2 separate regions of the Triticum aestivum genome follow, and region 2 is linked to region 1. The links are chromatin contacts, called in public Hi-C maps. All regions are on one chromosome and are shown on one strand. The core of a region is the stretch at or near the end of the contact, and the rest is flanking DNA. Distances in the headings are between cores, read along the strand shown. Region 1 holds the start of LOC123044521 (NAC transcription factor NAM-B2). Region 2 has its middle 260 kb from the start of LOC123044521.

Region 1 (2,700 bases), core at 109-2,608:
CTGTCCTGGTGATGGAGCAGTGAATCGTAGTTGCTGCCATGCGCCCCTGCACCGGTCATGCCCGCCGTGGCATAAAGCGGGTATGCGGTGACGGCGTCCTCCACGGAGTCCTCGCACTCCATGCTCCTCTGCTGATCCCCGGCGGCGGCCTTGTTGATCTTCTTGTATATGCGGCACAGCACCCAGTCGTCCAACTGATGAGACGACGACGTACACTAATTAAATTCATCAACCACAATACCCTAAGCTCGAGAGTAATTAAACACGATTGGTTACTGCTATGCTAGACCGCGCGATCGATCGACACGTACCCTGAGAGAGGCAGACCTGCTCCCGCCGGTGACAGGCGGCGGTCGGCTGGTGGTGGCGGAGCTAGACGCGTCGGTGAGGCGGTACTCGTGCATGATCCAGTTGGTTTTGAGGCCCTTGGGCGGCTTCCCGCGGTAGAACACGAGCGCCTTCTTGACGCCGACCTTCTCCCGGCCGCACCCGGAGGCCAGGATAGGTTTGTCCGTGCCGGTGGCCTTCCAGTACCCCGACGTAGCCGCCCTGTTGGGCCGCGCGCCGTTGGGGTACTTGCGGTCGCGCGGGCTGAAGAAGTACCACTCCTGCTCACCGAAGGTCGCCTTCTCTGATCGATCCCGAGCGAGCGCATGAACAAGCACGACAGGATCACATACATAAACCATCTACATACATGTGTACTGAAAGAATATAAAAATACTTCTTGCACGGTATAAGCATGATGGATGGGTTCGATTATTTAATTGCACTGGAAAATTACGGCGCTTGATAAGCACGACGAGGTGAGATACACATACCGGGCAGCTCCCATGGGTCGAACTTGTAGAGATCCACCTCGGTGATGATGGTGACGGGGAGCGGCACCTTGGCGGCCTTCTTCTTGAGGTAGTGCACGACCAGCTCCTCGTCCGTCGGGTGGAACCGGAAGCCCGGCGGGAGCTCCGGGGCCGAGCCCTGCTGCGGAGGCGGCGGCTGATGCCGCGGTGGTGCCGAGCCTGAAGATGAGTCCGAGCTGCCCATGGATCTCATCAGACCGTCCACTAGCTAGCTACCAACAAACACACCAGATGATCCCACCAGAGCATATATATGCACGCAGCAGCACAGCACCCCTGTGGACTGTGGTGCCTAACTCAACTGCCAAAGCTTCTAGCTGGTGAGTGTGAAGGAACGGACTGGGATTTGTTACGGCGACGGTTGGGAGGAGAGATGAGGAGAGGCGAGAAGGCAGGCGAGTGATCTGCGGTGGAAATTCTGGTGGTTTGGGGGCGGCTGTGCAACCGTGAAACCGTGGCGAGGAGAGCAGGGGAGATGCAGGCCATCGGCGGGGGCAGTGTGGGAGGTGCGGAAGGCATTGGCCCGAGAAATACGGCTCCGTTGTACCGAACCCGGGGCCAAGGGCCCGTCGCCGCTGGACACGTATGCCGGCCGCCGCTCGTACGCGTGTCAGATCGCCACCGGACGGCGCGCGCGCGACCACGGCCACCCGTTCCGCTGCTCTTACTTTTTTTTGTTGAAGAAAAAGGGGAGCTCCTATACGGCGCTGCAGGCGCCCGTTCACGCACTGGGCCGGCCCACGAAGACGTGCAGACCCGCGAACGGAAAAAGCTCGCAAAAAATAGGGGAAAAGGTTGCGTTGCACCGGTTTCGATCTCCCCACATCGTGCTAACGAACAGGTGCCACCATCCACCCGAACTACTTGTCTTTCGTGATTAGTAACAGAGGCAAATGCCTAATAACAAATACGCAGCGCTATATATATTGAACTGAACCATTCATCTACAGTACCACTTAATTCTTTTGAATTATTTGGGAAAAGAGAAAAAGTTCACAAAACTAAAAATAGTTCATTGATTTTTAAAGTAAGTTCATCGATTTTGCAATAAAGTTCATTAAATTTGGGAAAAGAGAAAAAGTTCAGTGATTTTCGAAAAAAATTCAGAAAACAAAAAAGTGCAGTGATTTTCGAAAAAAGTTTATCAAATTTCAAATAAAAGTTCATCAAACCAAAAAAAGTTCACTGATTTTAAAAAAAGTTCACTGAATTTGAAAAAAAGTTCAACGAATTTGAAAAAAAGTTCAACGAATTTTACAAAAGTTCAACGATTTTGGAAAAAGTTCATCTATTTTTATAAAAGTTCATTGAATTTGAAAAAGTTCATGAATTTGGAAAAAAACAGTTCATCGAATTTGAAAAAAAGTTCATCGAATTAAAAAAATGTTCATGTAATCTAAAAAAGTTCATCGATTGTTTAAACACGAAATCCTTTTGAAAGTCACGCATTAAAAAAAGGAAAAAAGGAAAAACAGAATAAAACCGTCCGTAAACTAAACCGCAAACCGGGGAAAACCATTTTGGGAAGGTTCTGGAAGCTTCCCAAAACCGGGCATTCGCGAACCAGAAGAAACAAATAAAAATGCGCGAGCGAATATATTGTGCACACTAGGAGGGCGATGGTGCGGTGGTTAGAGCTCAAAGATGGTAACGAGCCTGGCGTGGCTTCGATTCCCAGTTCTATCACCTTTCTATCACCTTTTTAATCTTTCTGCAAAACAAGAAAGAATTAAGATGGGCCGGCCCGGCTTGGGCTGCTGCAGGCGCCCGTTTGCAAATTGCACTGTAACGGGCGCCTGCAGCGTCAAATAGGAAATCCCAAGAAAAAGAGAGTATTCCG
Region 2 (2,700 bases), core at 110-2,609, 260 kb before region 1:
ACTGTCGCTATCTGGTGGGCCGGCCCAGGTACAGGCAACTAGCGCCCACTGTCACCGTGTATTACATAAAATTTCATTGTATTAAGAAAAATGTTCATTGTATATTATGAAAATTGTTCACCTTTGCATATAAAAATGTTCGTCGTGTATCATAAAAATGTTCATCGTATATTATGAAAATTTTCAACGTTTTTACTAAATGTTGAATGCATATTCAAAAATTGTTCGACACATATAATCATATTGTTTCAAAAATGTTCATCTTGTATTATTTAAAATGTTCGATGGATATAAAAAATGTTCAGGATATATATATATATATATATATATATATATATATATATTGATTTTTTCTATTTTGGTTTTGGTTATTCAATGAGTATACAATTGTTCACTATGTTTCTTAATTTTGTTCAGTATATATTACACAATGTTCAATGTGTATTCGCAAATTGTTCAACGTATTTTCACAAAATGTTCAGTACGTGTCCGACAATTCGATGTATGGTGAACAATATTCAAATACACATTGAACATTTTTTTAAATACGATGTACTCCTTTTGAATGCACGCTGAACAAAATTTCTATACACGATGAACATTTTTTATACACACCGAACATTTTTCAAAGTTCATCAAATTTGACAATAGTTCATCAATTTTGAAAAATGTTCATCAATTTTGAAAGAAAGTTCATCAATATGAAATAAAGTTACAAAATTGAAAAAAAAAATCCCGCGCTTAGCAGAAAAGAAGAAAGAAAGAAAAAGAAAAGAAAAACAGAAAAAAAAAACTCTTTCCACGAAAACAGGAAATAGAAAAAGGTTAAAAGCCTGTCAGTTAACACGAATTGGTAGGTTAGCCGAGTGGTTTGGCAAGCGCGCCTGTAGTCGTGAGATCCCTGGTTTGAAACATGGTTCTCGCCATAAAGTTTTTTGCGTTTTCAAAATCAGAAAAAAGAAGTGGGCCGGCCCAGTGCGGCGCGAGGGTGTGCGCCCGATTGCATTTATGCCTAAAACGGGCGCTTAAGGCGCCGTTTAGGATTTGCCCTCTTTATGGCATATGATTTGTCTTACATAATTACTTGGCCCATCGTTTCTTCAGATGTAACGCAAGGTCGAATTTTTAAATCGAAATAGGCCCAAAGTGGGTACACTGAATTTCTCTTTGGCGTACAAAAAAAAAACACAAAGCTAACCGCCTAACCGACACGTATCACGTGTCAACGGCGAATCACAACGCTTCTAACCCGTCATTGTCAACCAACACACGATAGATCGATAACTACCATCCACCAGACTGTACGATCCTGACAGCGGTACGGTCACATCCGTCCGCACCGCACCCCACCCCATTCCGCTCTGGCCGCAGTACGGTCACATCCATTCCCCGGCGCGGCCCGTTCCACCATAAACGGCGTGCGACCCGGCCCGGCCTTCCCGTCATCGCCAATCTTGTTCTAGGTGGTTAAAGCGGGCCGTGCCCTTCTTCCCGATTCGCTCTTTGTCGTTTTTGTGCTGTGAGGCACGGGCATGGGTTCGGAGCGGAAGGAGAGGGAGCGGTCACCGCGTCGATCGGCCAGCGACAGCTACGTGCCGGGGCCGGAGGCTGGCGACATGGCCATGGATGGCGACCGAGCCGTTACACTCCGCTTTCCAGCGGCCGGCGCTAGAGATGGCAAGCCCGGCCCCACCCCCGAACTCCGAGCTCCCTACACCCCCAGGTCCAGGTGGCCAGGCCCCAGGCCGTCCATGGGATGTGATCACGACCGGCTGCTTTGCTCTGCTCTGCCACCATCAGTTCTCCTGCATGCCTCCGAACAGTAGCCGCGCTCGCGCCGGCCGGACACAAGGCAGGATCAATCGGGATTGACAACTACCGGACCAACGATTGGTCAGTGTACGTGTAGATTCTTGATTAGCCCCCGCTTTTGCGTCTTCGACATGGCCGCGACGGTGCCTTCTCATCGCTTTGACTCCGCGAGCTCGATACAACATGCGGCAAATTTTCGTGTTTTGACCCTTTTCATGTCTAAAATCAGGATCTGACCCCGGTTTCAATTTTTTTGACATTTGACCCTTTTGGTTACCGCCGTCCTCCCTGACGGTAGATGTGTACATGCTACCGCCGTCCTTCCTGGCGGTAGGGTGCTTTGACGGCCGTCTGACTGTTAACGGGGTCTGACGTGGCAAAGGGACCTACCGCCGCACCCCTCGGCGGTAGGCTCCAACACCCTACCGTCGAGGTCTCTGGCGGTAGGGTCCTGGAGATAAGGTTCGGTGGGGTCCACTCACCACCCACCCATTCCACTCATCTTCTTCCTCCCTGAGCACACACTCTCTCCCGCTTTTCTCCCCCACCCAAGCACCCACTAGATCCACCTCCATTGCTTGAGATTTGTCCCGTGGATCAAGGTCATTTGCATCACCCAAGGTACCTCCCCCATCCCCTCTTCATTTGGTTGGTTCAAATCATCTAGTTTTGTTGAAATCAACTAGTTTTGTAACTCCCCTAGTTCTTCCTCTAGTTTAGCATTTATTGTGCATTTATGACACATTTATGAGGCATTTATGGAGTATTTATGGTTGATCTAAGTAATATGTGTCACTCTTTGTTGTGGCAAGCTAGCTTAAGAGTTAGGGTTAGGGGTTTAGTTAGGTTAGGGTTAGGGTTAGGGTTAGTGCTAAGATTAAGATATAC

Evidence for each region. A called contact is a pair of places that touch in the nucleus more often than the background predicts.
Region 2: a contact with region 1 is called in a Hi-C map of leaf, with 4 times the contacts expected there. The contact joins the enhancer-like site here to the promoter of LOC123044521 in region 1. A contact is called at or near these places in 2 of 5 Hi-C or Micro-C datasets (both in leaf).

Annotation. Positions count from the first base shown.
Region 1 is chr2B:231,137,069-231,139,768 of IWGSC CS RefSeq v2.1, reverse strand. LOC123044521 (NAC transcription factor NAM-B2) reads right to left here and starts at 1,358. Exons shown (of 3, transcript XM_044467273.1): 1 at 822-1,358; 2 at 312-631; 3 at 1-194. The coding sequence starts at 1,053.
Region 2 is chr2B:231,392,915-231,395,614 of IWGSC CS RefSeq v2.1, reverse strand. No RefSeq gene overlaps it. Among protein-coding and RNA genes, the nearest start is that of LOC123044521, 260 kb to the right of the region's middle. Within about 2 kb of position 1,359, at least 2 of the 8 cell types and tissues checked have an H3K27ac peak or open chromatin away from gene starts, as enhancers often do. A contact at or near this core is called in leaf, where this site is marked.